Linked DNA regions of Mus musculus: region 1 is linked to region 2. Evidence: chromatin contacts called from public Hi-C data. All regions are on one chromosome and are shown on one strand. The core of a region is the stretch at or near the end of the contact, and the rest is flanking DNA. Distances in the headings are between cores, read along the strand shown. Region 1 overlaps Agk (acylglycerol kinase). Region 2 overlaps Dennd2a (DENN/MADD domain containing 2A).

Region 1 (7,181 bases), core at 566-3,065, 910 kb before region 2:
AAATTATGTTGGCCACACATGTCAACACCTTGCATTTGCCTACAGTTTCAATGCAGTACAGCAACAGCATGGCCATAACTCTTTAGAGGCCTGAGTAAATCTGACCTGGGGCCGCAGCAGTCAAGTTACCTTCAATTCAAGTACCGCCACTTCTTTATTCCTATTTACAAAAGTTGTTATTCTAAGAATGGTACTCTATAGCATACTTTACAGGAAAGATAAAACCCGATACCCACCAAATGGAAGATTCTTCAGATAATACTATCATAAACATCTTCTGCATTCCTGGCATGAAGAAGCAAAGGTTAGGGACCTAAGGATCACTTCGAGGGAGAACCTTGGCCTAGAGACGCTAAGCCTCAGAGGCCTGCTCCAAATCAGTAGCATGGAAGCGTTTGCCTTTCTTTTCTGGTCTCCTTTAACTCAGACCTGATAACGAGTTGTTAAACAGAAGGGACCTAAATGGTAGGCGTTAATATGGAAAGAGGAAGAAAATGGAGAAAAAGACAAATCAACTCAAAACAGCTTGTGGTCCATCTTACCTCAGGAAGAACCAGAGTACAGTGGCTGGCTTGGAGGCACTCGGTGCCAGCTGCACGCAGGCCAGGGTCTCTCACCTTCTTACTTCTATTAGTATAAGAAAAAGCAAGGTTGGAATCTTTGATGGCAACTGCAATAGACCTCAGAAAAGCCCACCGATGAGGGCAAGAAAGGCAGAGTGCGGAGACCAGGGCTCAGTGAACAAGTCTCCCTGGGATTCTAACCAGTGTTGGGGTACATTCTACGAGACTGACTGACTTGCTGTGGAGTGAGAACTGCATAAAGCTGCCATGAAGTTTCTCTCAATTTTCTTAATTTTAAAATGGTTCTACATCTATCTATCTAGTTGTGCATCTCAAATGTAAAAATTAAGATGTAATTCAGTCATTTGAGGAAAGCATCAAAGTTCTGTTCCTTGGTCCTTGTGATCCTTTATGAAGGGCAATTTATTCTGCTTTAGGGTAGATAATGCTTTTACCCTTATAAATAGTCTTAGCTATTTTCTCATCACTCTCCATAGATAACAGCCTCCTTAGCACACTTACCTTTGCTAAGTAGCCTTGGAGTAAAGCAATCAGACACAAACATGCGAGACCTCAACACACATGTACTCCATTTAGTTAATTATGGTAAATACAAAAAGAGAGAAAAGGATAGAGGGAGAAGTTTAAATCCAGCCTGAGCTACTTGGGGAGTTAAAGGCAAGCATGGGCTATAAGAGACTTTGTCTCAAAAAAAAATCTTTTGTTATTTTGAAGTAGCAATTTTTTCATGTATGAATTTGTCATCAGAGTTTCAGAACCAGCTTCATCAGGTTTCATTGAGATATTTAGTGGATGCATGCATTGCACAAATTTACTTCTCTTAAGGACCAAAGGGAAACTTGCTTAAAGAATGCTGAACATAATACCATTTAATTAATTGATACAGTGGGTTTTTTTGGTTTGGGTGTCAGTTTTATAAAGGAGATTTGAATATGGCTGCTCCCATTAGCTAGACGCACTTAAGATACTGTGCGATTTATGCACACTGTGGAAGGGACAGGCTTTTTTTCCTTCTTCCTTTTCCCATACAGCGAGAGTAATCAAAGGCTGCAGAAGGGACCATTCAGTATCTGAAGAATTTGTATCAAAGGCGAGAACAACACAGACTAATGAAAAGTGTGCTGCAGCCAATGCTGGAATAGATAATGATGCAGCCATGGAGACACAGTTGCTGCAGGAGCAATGTCCAATCCCTAAATTGGGCACAAGAGGGAGCACCAGGACAAAGCAAAGGAGGCTGAGCAGATTACGGGTTGGCATGGGAACGAACATACAGCTCCTTAGATACTTTGAGGATGTCTGGAGAGTTTACAGAATACTCAGCCAATGAAATTCCAGCCAAGGCAGGAGTTAACAAATCAGGCAGGACTTGGAAGAGTCTACTGTATTAGAAAAGGGGAAGCCTAGGAAATGTCCAAGTAGATATTCAGTGTCCTTTCAAGTTTGTCCTTGATGTTCTGGGAATGGGAAAACAAGGTGAATAGCATGCGCAGTAAAAGTCGCCGGGAAGTGCTACTCAATGTCAAAAGCCTCCTTGAGACTGACAAGTAGTCCTCAGGTAGTAGACATGATGATAACCTTCCATTTTACAGATGAGAAAGGACTCAGACAAGTCAACTGCCTTAGAGTTCCAGAGCCAGTGAGGAGGCAATCAAGCTCCCTGAGACTATAGATAGTCCTTAGCACGGCCTGAAACACCGAATTCTTTCATTTCAATGGAAAGGCAGACTGTTAACGTTCTGTTCTTCCCAAAATGAGCAGAGAGGGCAAAAGTACACATGCCAGCTCCATTCTAAAAAAGAAGGCCAGAATTCCCAGACAGACAAGGCCGTTGGCAGGTCTCCATCTTAGACAGACAGCACACTCTGGATAGAAAGGTTTGAGGACACCAGTTCCTTGATGAAGCCCCATTTCCTACAGACCAGGCACTTACCCTATGATTATGAAATCTCCTTTGCTGACAGTGTCAGGTTCAATGCAAATGTTCATAAAATCCTCTTTGCTCTAGAAAGATTAAGAATGGGAATGTTAAGACTTGGAAATTGGGCTAATGAAGCTGTCGCCCACAGGTGTCTGGGTTCTCTAAAATGTTCTAAATGCAACTGGAGCAGACAATAGCAACCTACTTATTTCCCAATAACGGTTGCAAAACTTGATGGTTCTATCCATACAAAGCTCTGAAAGCCTGATGCAGAAGAAAGTGCTATGAAAAGAGTCATGAATCCTGTCCCCCTCCTCAGTTTCCTGCTAGTCATTAGCAAGCAGCACCAGCCTAGCCTTCAGTTAAGCAATCCCAACACTTCTGTATGGCCTTCTTGGGGAAGTTCACAACTTGTAGGCCCAGGAGAGCATACACAAGCCTCTGTGAGCCACTGCCTGAGTTTCAAAGGTACCACTAAAGCACAGCTGTATCTCTCAACTAGGAATTACAAAACACATTGTTCTGACATAATGACCGCTCAGAATCTACATTTCACATTTCATCCAACTACCTACTAAGAGTCAGCCACATTTCATCAGCCCTCAGAATATTTGGGTTAACACAGAAGGAATTTTGCCCACAAAGAACTTACATTTCACTGAAGGGAATGCACAGAAAAATGAAGCAGTATATTACTGAATGTACAGAAACCGGGTATACTAGAAGTACATCAGACTATATTACAAAGTGTCATAAACAGACAAGGAGTCTGAGATTGCACTGGTGGTAGTACAATTTTTAAAAAGGATTTATTTCTATTTACTTTATGCGAAGTATGTTTTGCCTGCATGTATGTCCATGCAGCACAGGTATCCATGGAGGTCAGAGTTAGATGGCTGTGAGCTTCTGGGTGAAGACCTGGGTCCTCTGGAAGAGTAAGAATGCTCGTATGCTATGCAGCCATCTCTGCAGCCCCAATGACTAATATTTTAAAGAGAGACCAGGTGAGAAGGTGACTGATCAAAAGAAGCCCAGGAGGTCAGAAAGGAAGGAACACACTTATCAGGGGAAGCAGTTTTCACTGTTTAACAGGTATCCCTGGAGGGTTGATTAACATCAGGATTCTGTCTGTATTTGTTGATTAAAAGTTAATTTAAAAAACAGTACCTGCTATCATTCTCAGAGTTAGCTCAGTAGGACTGTTGTAAAGCTAAGAATTTTTATTTCAAACCATTTCCTGGTAATCTGATGTTGCCAATCTAAAGATCATACTTTAAAAAACACTATTTCTAGGGACAAGCCAAACATACAAAGGGAACTTTAGGTAGGGTTGTCCCTGAAATGTACAGACTGAGTGGTAGGGGAAAGAAAAATGGATGACTATAGTGGGGAAGAGTGCATCTGTATGGGTAGGGCTCTGGAGACCACTTTAAGGAAGGTGTCTTTTAGGTTGAGTGAAATGGAGAGGCAGTGGAAGGCTCTAAGGAGGGAAATGTTCTGGCTTGTTTGTAATAGGGTCACTGCCTGCTGTGCTAAGAATTGAGACAGGTCTAACTGCAGAGGGAGGCAGTGAGCCAGGACAAGACATTACAGAGAAATGAGAAGGAGCAGTGAAGGCTCAGTAGATGCCAGGATGGCATTGGAAGAGGTGAGGAAGAGGCTGAAAACTAACTAGTGACTAGTTCTAATGCCCAGGAGATAAGGGAAAGGAAACGGGCATGTTTAAACTTGCAGTGGGCAGCAAAGCCATGCTCCAGTGAGAATGGACATCAACATGTATTTTCTTTTAAGAACCAGAGAGAATTATGTGAAGTTTCTCTGATGGCCATTAGATTCTGCTGGGTGCTATAATATGGTAGCATGTTTGTGTTCCACTAAAGTCCACAGAAAATTGAATTCTGTGTGATTCTAACTTATTAAAATAACATCCTAGCTTGAAGGCAGCTGGCCAGTTGGGTCTATGGTTATCCTCTGCTGACAGCTTTCCTCAGCTTTGTTTAGAGGCACGGCTAGGTTACCTGGAAATGTCGAGTCTGTGGATTAGCCTCCAGATTTTGGTAGAGGAAATATAAGCCTGGAATCAGACTAATTTTGTCCATATGGAGAAAATGCTTTTTAAAGTATCAACACCCCAGGCCTGACAACAATTTTCGCCTTTATCTTGTGGGAACACACGTTTGGTCCTGTGATGTGAGTAAATTTCCCAGGACTGAGCCTGTTTCTTGGGAGGAGTTCTTTCTTCAACTCAGATAGTTTCTCACATACACATATCAGTGAAGATACAGACAAAGCCAACCGATCTCCGTGGATCTTGTCAATTCCTGGCTCACTCCGAGGCAGTTTTCTTTTATTTTGCTCTGAATTCTTATTGCCCAGATGCCCCTGAATTCTCAAAGATGCCTTCCCAGAAGAGACCATGGACTCCTGGTAAGTCCATGTCTATGCTGTGGCCTCTCAAGCAGGAAGCTAGGACAGGAACAAGGCCAACCTTATCTGAGTGCCTTCTCTCTGGGACCACTGTCATATACTACTTATTTCTTGCCCATAGTAACTTCACAGATTTTGTTCAGTGTTTAAGATATGAAGGTAAAGTAATTGCTTGCTCTATATCTTGGCCAATAGTCTCACATGCATTCAAAGACCAGCTCATATTGGCAGATTCAGTGAGAATCCTATTGCCTTAATGGATGATGAAAAGATACTTGATAGAATTTAATGTCTAAGATATTTAGTTAATAAACTCTTGGCAAACCTAGCAAAGTTTTTCTTATGAGAAACTTCCTCATCTAATAAAATGTATCCCCAAAATCTATCAAATTTAAAAACAAAGCAATGGCCCCCATTAGCATTACTCCTGGCTGGCACTTTTTGCTGTTGATAATAGCAAAACCTATAACAAACCTAAAATAACTCACAGGCAAACATAATTAATAAGAATTTAACTAAGATGCGGATTCAGCATCAACACACACACATACACACACACACACACAAACACACACAATTACATGTCTGTCTCTTCAGTCAGAGAAATGAAGTTTTAAGAGATTATACTGATAATAGTATCAAAAGTAAGATAACCATGAGTATACCTAGCAATAGACAAATACTAGAGAGAAAATCATAAAACACCTTGAGAGATATTGAAGCCCTCAGTAAAGGAAGGGATACATCACGTTGATATGCCACAGGGTCAATACTATAGAAATGCCATTTTTCCTCAAGTTGTATGTGTACAGTGCAACCGTATAAAACTTCTATGAGGAACCTAATAAACACCCTCAAGTATTTATAGAAAGCATGGGGCTGATGGGACGGCTCAGGAGTGTTTGTTGCTGCTCTCGAGGAGCTGAGTTCAGTTTCTAGCACACAATGATCTGTCCATCTCTAGGGGAAAGAGTCAATAAACTGATCTGATTAATTGGCTACTCGAATAAGTAAATAAAATTGGAGCCTTTACCTGTGCTATTCACAAAACTCAATTATAGGTGGCAAGTTTTTTAAAAATAACAATGGAAGTAACTATCTCATGAAAATCATTTAAAATCACTCAGCAATATATGATGAGCATCTTGCCACATTAGTAAATATAAAGATTATATATTACTTTAAACTAAAGCATTAATAGTTATTTACTCAATCTATTTAATATACTGTGCTACTAAAGAATAAACATGCTTATTTAAGAGACATTAAATTTCTGAAATTCCACAATCCTAAAGCTGTTTTCTTATTATGGAGATATTATTTTAATGATAAGTAAATATTTAACTATTACATGACAGCTACAGTATGTGACTATTTTACTGTATCTGCTCTGGCAGAGTGGTGAAGGAAAGAGAACTGACTAGAGATAAGAAGCAGTGTCACAGAGCTTTGTAATTAGCACAAAGATAAGAGCATTCAGCGGCCTGAATGTGGCTCATCTAGAGAGAGCTGCAACCACAGGCTCACTGCACGCAATGCATTCAGAGATTCAGTCCTCGGAGAAAAGAACAATGGCAAAAGAACAGGAGCAAACACTGCAAATACAGCGTTACCACAGACTGAGAATAAAGAGAGTGTGTAATAGAAATGTTATCTTCTTCTCAAAAATCTCTCCCAACAGAGGACTGTTCAACCTCATCCCTTCATGGTGGTTTCATAATTCTGTGTCAAGTAAGGGAAGACGGTGGACAGTAAGTGCTGGTGCCCACAAACTAAACCACCGCACCCCTGCCACGACAGCTGAAAACAAACAGTTACAGCTTACAGCCTCATGAAGGCTAAGAGAGGGCCCAGCTCCCCATGCACACCACCACTGAGTGCTGCCGGGCTGGGTAACACTCGGCACCCAGTAGTTACTATCTCAGCTGCTGCTCCTTAACACTTTTTCTTTACCCTTAGTATGAAATGCAGTTAAACGGTCTTGCTCATACACACACACGGTGTAAATCTGAGAATAATATAGCTAATTCATGTAAGATTCTTAGACAGTGACTCCCATGTAATAAACATGAGCTATTTTTCCTAAAATGTTTCCCTTTGTGCATTTTCTATTTTTAGCCTTTGGCCCATTGTTTAATATTGTCCCTGTTCATTCCTTATTGATTTACTCTAGGAGACTGTGATAAGGAAAGCTAATAATTGCTGGTCTGCCATATCCTAATATTCTCCCCAGCTGTCATTCCCAAGTT
Region 2 (7,453 bases), core at 786-3,285:
AGTCTCTAAGACTAGGTCAGTTTTCATGTAAACCGTCCAAGGGGCATGCAGATACACTCTTCCAGGAGGAGTCTCCTACTATGGCCAAGGACCATGGACGCTGACATCCATTTTCCTTGTCCAAGCTCTCCTCAACCAAGCATGAGGTGCCTGTTTCTCTAACACACCTCCGTCCCCACTCCCATATTCCTTCCTTTCCCTTCCCTTCCCCATGCTAGTGGGTCACTTGTGCGAAGGCCACGGGGAGGCCTGCTGTGTACGCCCACCTTAGAAGTTTCTGTTCCCTGGCAGGTGATTGAGCTGTGCCGACCGCTGGACTCCCGGCTAGAGCACGTGGACTTTGAGTCTCTGTTCTCCTCCCTCAGTGTCCGACACTTGGTCAGTGTCTTTGCCTCCCTCCTTCTGGAAAGGAGAGTCATCTTCATCGCAGACAAACTCAGGTACCAACCTCTGCCACTTCTGACAATACCTGTAAATGATGCTTAGTCTTAGACTCTCAGCGTGTAGATTGGATTCTGGGAGACAAGGATGACCTGGAGGCCTGTGAGGCTCACTCATGAGGTAAAGAGAGATAGAACTGCGTGGTGCCCATGCCTCTCTGCTGTTTGGCCTGCTTTCCATGGGTTTCACTGTGGGCTAGGCACTCTCTCCTATGAGAACGTGGACCTGCCCTCCAGAGTTCTAATTCTGTTGGGGGACCAGGAAGTAAGCAGACTACACCACACCATGGTGGGAGGGCTTGTTAGAGGCAGTGAGTTTGGGAGATAACAGAGGCCACTCCTCACCTGCTGACTTGGTGCTAAGACTGAGAGCATGTTACAGAAGCTGTCTGTACGAAGGCAAGGATAGTAGAGACTGAACATGTCACCCTCAGGGACTGTGAGGCAGCTCCCTGATTGGAGTGGAGAACGAGGGTGGGCAGGAAGAGATGAGATTCTCTGATTCTGAAGGCCACATCACAAATCAAAGAATGTCCAGAGGGAAATAAGAATTTGCATTGGTGGGCTAGAGAGATGGCTCAGAAGCTAAGAGCACCAGCTGTTCTTCCAGAGGTCCTGAGTTCAATTCCCAGCAAGCCATGGTGTCTCACAACCATCTGCCCTCTTCTGGCAGGCAGAATACTGTATACATAATGAGTGAGTAAATCTTGATTCTGGATTCTAGCAAAGGAATGGTTCCAGCATTTTCATGATCTCAGTCAGCCCTTTAACTCCAGAACTCTGGAGGCAGAGGCCGGCAGATCTCTATGAGTTCAGGGTACCATGCACCACCTAGAAAGACCTTCTCTCTAAAAACTAAACAAATGAAAACATTGAGGAGCTCAGCAGATAAAGGAGCCTGCCATCAAGGTAGACAACCTGAGTTCAGTCCCCAGGACCTGCCCAGTGCAAGGAGAGAACCAACTCCCGCCAAGCTGTCCTCTGATTTCCTGTGTGTGTGTGCACGCACATGTGCACACTCACACGTGCACACGCACACGTGCACACTCACACAAGAAACGTATGGCTTTAAAAAAAAAATTCTAAAACACTGACCTGGAGCTTTTTAGAACCATGGGAGAATATGTGAACCTGCCACTCCAGAAAAGGCCAAGAAGGGGGCCACCAACAGCTAAAATAGTGGAGGCCATCTGGGAAGGAGACATACCAGGAGCTAACAAGCAGAGCAGTGCTGCCTGTGGTTTGGAGAGGAAATGACTGAGCTGCTGCAGAGAACAAAACAGGGGAAGGAGAATGAAAAGGACAACATGTTTCAACGTGGAATTCATCAGGGGGCTGGGGAGGGGTCAGCAATCCCGCCCTGTGCTCAATGCATCCATCTGGTCACCTTTAGGATGCTCCTCTTTGGACCGTTGCCATTTGGCTATTCCCCGGCTGCCCCTACCTCATGTCTGAGCTCTCTGTTCACTTTTAAATGTCACCATCATTGTTCCCTGTGCATTTCTGTTAGCTCGGGAAGCAGGCCCTGTCTTCAGCCTGCAGCTGGTGCTAAGAGCCGGGCAGCTCTCCAAGCTCCTGGGCACTGGGGAATTCACACAGAGAGCTCCCGATGTTGGGGCTAGAGCCCTGGAAGCCAGGGATGAGTAATAACCCTTTAGTGACCAGGATCAGATTTCATCAGCTCTGTGGTGACTATCTCCATGTTCTGGAAGGCCCACTCACCTTTCCCCAACAGCCCCCATTCCCTTGGATTCAGGGAAGAGGGAAAAGATGGATTTCAGAAAGGCCTTGGCATAACGTGGAGACCAGCTAAATAAACCCAGCACCTGCCAGGAGTGGGGGTCACGCATCCCCTCGGGGACTGCCTCGGGGGTGAAGGTGTTAGACTAGCGAAGGCCAGTGTGGAGAAGATGCCCATGACCATGAGAACAGCTGAAACTGAGCAGGCCAACCAAGCATCATGTATGCATTTTCTGGTCAGAGAACACTGAAAGGAAAGGTAGGAAGAGACAGGGAGGTAATGTCTAAAGGGCAGCTTGGGCTCAGGATATTAGAAAACTGGAGGAGACCTTCTACCCAAGTGTCAAGAAAAGGGTACGGCCCACCTGCTCTCTCCTGGGCAGATTGCACGCTAGCCAACCCCTCTGAACAGATCCCCCTGCACCCGAGTGGGCTCCCCTGGGGCCTCAGCTTTCGTTCCCGGAGGGCCTTCGGTCTTTTTCTCCTCACCTCACCTTCCATGACAGTCTGCTCTTGGAGTTGTGCCCTCTGTGAACAGCCTATGGTATCGAAGAGTCACTTACATTGCCCTCTGAGGCTTCAGCAAGCAGGCTGCAGAGCCCATTGCCCAGTGTGTGTTTCTTTTGCAGCAGGATTGTGGTAAAGTTTTATGCCTCCTCAGGCACTGGAGAGCTGCCTGACACTGGAGATAATGGGGGGGGGGGGGCTAGGAGCTGCCATGCAGTGGTGGGGCTGGGGATGGGGGTGACAGGACAGCCTCTGGGCCCTGTATCCACAGGAATGCAGGAAGTCTTTGCCAGGTAGGCCACGCAGACCCTTTGAGAGTCTGGTGGTGCAAGCTGCCTATATTCCAGTGTGAGTCGGCTGAGGTAGACTGGCTTTGAGTTTCAGGTTGGTCTTGTCAACATAGCAAGAGCCTGTCTTGAAAAGGTTTGAGATTCTTTTCTCTTCCTTTGTGGCTACAGAAGCTAAGTATTTTTGTCTAGAACCAACCTTCTCTTGGTGGCCTTCCAACAGGGGCCCCAGTGGGTAGTATGAGTAGGTTTCTCTCAGATCTGAGATGATCAGACTCCCTGGGCTAAGAGCCTCCAAGTCTCCTGGCACCACGTTCCATAAGATTCTCTGATTCGTAGGCCTGGTGGAAGGATCTATTTGTTTCTGATAGATGTATTGGGTAGTAGCCATGGGGAAATGAAGGTTCTCTGTCCAAGCCTTAACAAACAAGGGGCTGGGGTACAGGCTGCATGTTTCTTGATCTGGACGATTCTGAGAAGAAAATCATTAGCGTAAGTCCCAGCTGTTGCCTTCATCTGAGCTGCTCCTCTGCTGAGCACACACGGGTCCCGATCCTCTTCAGCTGATGGTGGAAGGGAGAACCTACCTACCCTACCCCTCTTCCTTCCGTGCCCCAGTCTCAGTGAGGCCACCAAGTGGAGCATGAGAACACCATAGATGACAAACCCAGGGAGTGACCCTGTGACATCTGTGGTGGACCTTAGCTGCCCTCAGCACTTTCCTCCCACCCCACCCTGCCCTCTTCCACCCCCCCACCCCCACCCCCAGTGCATTTAGTTATCTTTGCTGAGGAGTCTAAGCACTGGAGAGAAACTCACTGGGAGTCAGTGGCAGACACTCTGACTTACAGAAGGGTTTGAAGTTGAGCCAAAAACCTATCACATTTAAAATAACATGTTTGCTCTGTTTCATCTTTAGGGTGGACATTGAGTGTTTCTAAAGGTTCTGTCAAGCTCGAGCTTGACAGATGGAAAGCAAAGAATGCTGTTATGATGGCCTGCTCTGTCTCCATAACAACCCAGATAAATACCCATCTTCATTTTCTTTATGATAAATATTTTGTTTCTTATTTACTGGTATCAGCTCTAAAAACCTTCCGCAACTGTAGACCATGGCTGCACACAAGCAAGTTTGTATAAAAGTTTTTGATGGCAGAGAGTTTAATATTTAATATTCTATCTTTTTCCCAGTGTAAGAAATCAGAAGCTGAAGGTCCGTGTCCCAGCTAATGAGTGGGATGTGGTGACCAAGTCTTGACAATGGTGTCTGAACCTTGGGTTTCACACACAAGTCACAAGACAAATAGGTTCTGGTGTAGCTGTATGTATTCATTCTTTTGTTCATTCCTCTATTTTATTTATTTGAGTACATACACTGTAGCTATCTTCAGACACACACCAGAAAAGTGCATCGGATCCCACCACAGATGGTTGTGAGCCACCGTGTGGTGGCTGGGAATTGAACTCAGGACCGCTGGAAGAACATTTGGTGCTCTTAAACACTGAGCCATCTCAGCCCCTCTCCATTCATTTTTACTCAGTTTCCATAGCTTCAGTGAGGTCCTGTATGTCTTCTATACCCAACTACACTCAACAGTGTGGCACCCAAAATACTATACTTTTGCGGGTCCAGCACGTTCTCAGAGTGGTTGACAAGAGTCTAAGAAAAGCTCTATGGAAAGAATTTTGATAGCATGATAGTACATTGTAAAGTCATGGGCCAGGAAAAAAGGATGATGGTGAAGTACTTGCCTAGCCTGTTAAAATTCTAGCTTCAGTTCCCAGCACTGAAAAGCAATTAGTAAATATCACTAGCTGGGGGTAGCTTGGATGGTAGAATGCTGGGCTAGTATGCTCTAACCCCTGAGTTCCAATCCCCGGTACCTAATAAAACCAGGCACAGGGGTCCACACCTGTAGCCCAGTACTCAGGAGGTAAACGCAGGAGAATGAGAAGGTCAGCTCTCATTACATAATTCGAGGCCCCCAGGACATATGAGATCCTGTCTCAGAGTGGGAGGGTACATTCTGAGTGAACTCCCTTGGTTTGTAAGATGAACACCAGGAGGATAGCTTTTGGAGCGTGGTTTAGAGGCTAACAAAGCAGTATATAATGTTCTTTTCCTCAAGCCCATAGCTAACTGTCCCTCGCTGGGACCCGTCCATCCCAGCTCTTTCCTTGAAGTCAGTGCCCACCCCTTTCACGCTGCCTCTGCCAGGCCTTCCGCTTCAGGACTGCCTTCAGTAGTTCATGGACACCAGGGTTATCTCATAGTTCCTCCGAGCGCGATGTCACCATTGTTCCTCGATCCAGGCGTGCTAACAAGCCTTACCATGATAGACTTGACTCATTTTGTGGGTCAGGAGAAAGCTCCCATGTCTAGCCCCTGGATGTGTCGTTATACAGAGTCAGAGTGGGTGGCTGCTAAGGCTGGAGGGGACACTGGGACTCGTCTAGGCCGGCTCATATCTACCGTAGGGGTAGAGTGGGGGGCCTAAGGTAGTGAAAGGTTCTTTCTGAAGTCACACAGAAGATAGCAGAATGAGACCCTTCAAGGGCCATGTGTGCCTTTTAAACTCGGCGACATGTTACTTGAGAGTTAAAGGTGCAGTCAGAGAAACATGGTAGTCTTGCTTGGTGATACAATTTTGGGAGGTTTCATCATGAGCAGCACAACCTGAGTTTTAACCCTTCACTCCTGTTCTTGGAAATGGCGTGCAGTGGGATACCTGCCTGCTCATCATCTGAGCTGCTCCTGGGTGTCTGATTCAGGAACCCAAGCACCCAGAACCGAAACATTTCCAGATGTTAACTCTCACAAGCACATGCTGATGTTCTAGCACAGTGCTTCAGCCCTTAGGAAACCACCACCCAATACTAAACGTCTCGTCTCGAGGCCTGACCTCCCTCTCTCACCTGCGTCCATCACTGAGCCCTCTCTCTGGCCCAGCCACCTTCCTACTGGGGGATTCTCTTCCCTCCCCCACTTCTGCACAATTGGTCACAGCTGTGGGAGCTTGGCAGTTCCTCCACCCCCACAGTAATGGGAGCCAGCTGTGAGACAGCTCTCCTTGGCCATCCTTCACAAATGCCTCTTCTGCAACAGCCAGTGCTCAGCGAGACACTTGGGCTCTGCCCCAGCTTCCTCCAAGAGTCCCCCTCAGGCTCTATTTCCCCTTTCCCTGCAGCACCCACCCTCTGCCCCACCCATGAGTGCAGAATTCCATCAGCGCTTACTGCAGCAATTGGAAAAATCGAAAGCTCTTCGTAGAGTCCTTCATTTCTTCTCTGCCACTTATGTTATAGGGAACAAGCAGCTACCACCGGTGTAATTACAGAATCCAGCCTTGCCATTCCTTGGTGCCCAGAACAGAATTGTTTATGGTAGCCAGCGAATGGGCTGGAGTAAGAGGAATGAGGTCTCCAGCAGCTGCATGCCTGTTGTCCTGCTGGTTCTCTGTCCTCCCTCCCTCCTGTCTGGTTACCGAGGTGTTAATGATAACCAGGTATCAGGGGTGTTTGATCCTCAGCTGTGATAAAGGCTCTGACCTTTAAACAGAGAAAAATCCTGAACACTCCTTTCAAGAAATAGCTGTGAGTAGCAGCCCCTACCTACTGTGTTCCAACTGTCACCCAACTGTGTCCTCCCCGGTTATCCCCTGCAGAACTGAATACAGGGCTGGGATGTAGCGTACTTGAGGCCCTGGGTTCATTCAGTCCCTGTGACTGTGAGGAAAAGAGAAATTTGAATATAGCGGATCTTGCGCTCAGCATCCTGATGGCGGAGTGTCTCTCTAATCCTCCTTCACCAGACCTGTGTACCTAGCATCCACATGGATTCACAGTGATTTTTCCTAGCCTTGGTCCAACTATATTCTCAACTTCCCTTCCACCTGGTTTGCTGAAGTCCCTGACGGCAGCAGAGGGTTCTTTTTTGTTTGTTTGTTTGTTTGTTTGTTTGTTTGTTTTTTCGAGACAGGGTTTCTCTGTGTAGCCCGGGCTGTCCTGGACCTCACTTTGTAGACCAAGCTGGCCTCGAACTCAGAAATCCGCCTGCAGAGGGTTCTTAAAGGTGTCATAGAGTGCTATAGCAGGAGAGAGAGCAGCCTTCTGGAGATGAGACTTACAGGAAAAAGTCAGCTGCTCTTTTTTTCTGATTTGGGGAAAAGGTCAAGTAGGTTTCTTTTCCTACGGCAATGGCTGAGAAAGCACACAGGCTGTCCTCCCTGAGCTCTGAGTCTCCTTCCGTCCCCTTCCTCTTTCCCTCTCTTCCAGCATCCCTCCCCGCTCCCTCGGGTGCTCCTTGACCCCCATACATTTGCCTCCTTGGGCTCACAATCCCTAGCTTCCCAAGTTTACCTTAAACTCCTTAGGGCTCAGTGTCTTTAGCTATAAAATTCAAAACCAGGTAAACCAAAACCAGTTATGGTGCCACGTGCCTGACATCCCAGAACTCCGGAAGCTGACACAGGAGGACCT

Evidence for each region. Hi-C and Micro-C count contacts between places; a contact is called where the count stands out from the background.
Region 1: a contact with region 2 is called in a Hi-C map of cortical neurons, with 3 times the contacts expected there. The contact joins two enhancer-like sites. A contact is called at or near these places in 4 of 484 Hi-C or Micro-C datasets (cortical neurons, palatal mesenchyme and stem cell-derived motor neurons) and 1 of 115 datasets of contacts at active chromatin or transcription factors (astrocytes).

The regions. Positions count from the first base shown.
Region 1 is chr6:40,388,060-40,395,240 of GRCm38.p6, reverse strand. Agk (acylglycerol kinase) reads right to left here. Exons shown (of 16, transcript NM_023538.2): 14 at 2,518-2,588; 15 at 543-627. Among named protein-coding and RNA genes, the nearest start is that of Dennd11, 44 kb to the left of the region's middle. Within about 2 kb of position 1,815, at least 21 of the 459 cell types and tissues checked have an H3K27ac peak or open chromatin away from gene starts, as enhancers often do. A contact at or near this core is called in cortical neurons, where this site is marked.
Region 2 is chr6:39,473,188-39,480,640 of GRCm38.p6, reverse strand. Dennd2a (DENN/MADD domain containing 2A) reads left to right here. Exons shown (of 19, transcript NM_172477.4): 13 at 292-440. It overlaps Gm52860 (a long non-coding RNA gene), which reads right to left. Exons shown (of 3, transcript XR_003956284.1): 1 at 267-7,453. Among named protein-coding and RNA genes, the nearest start is that of Gm52860, 6.5 kb to the right of the region's middle. Within about 2 kb of position 2,035, at least 68 of the 459 cell types and tissues checked have an H3K27ac peak or open chromatin away from gene starts, as enhancers often do. A contact at or near this core is called in cortical neurons, where this site is marked.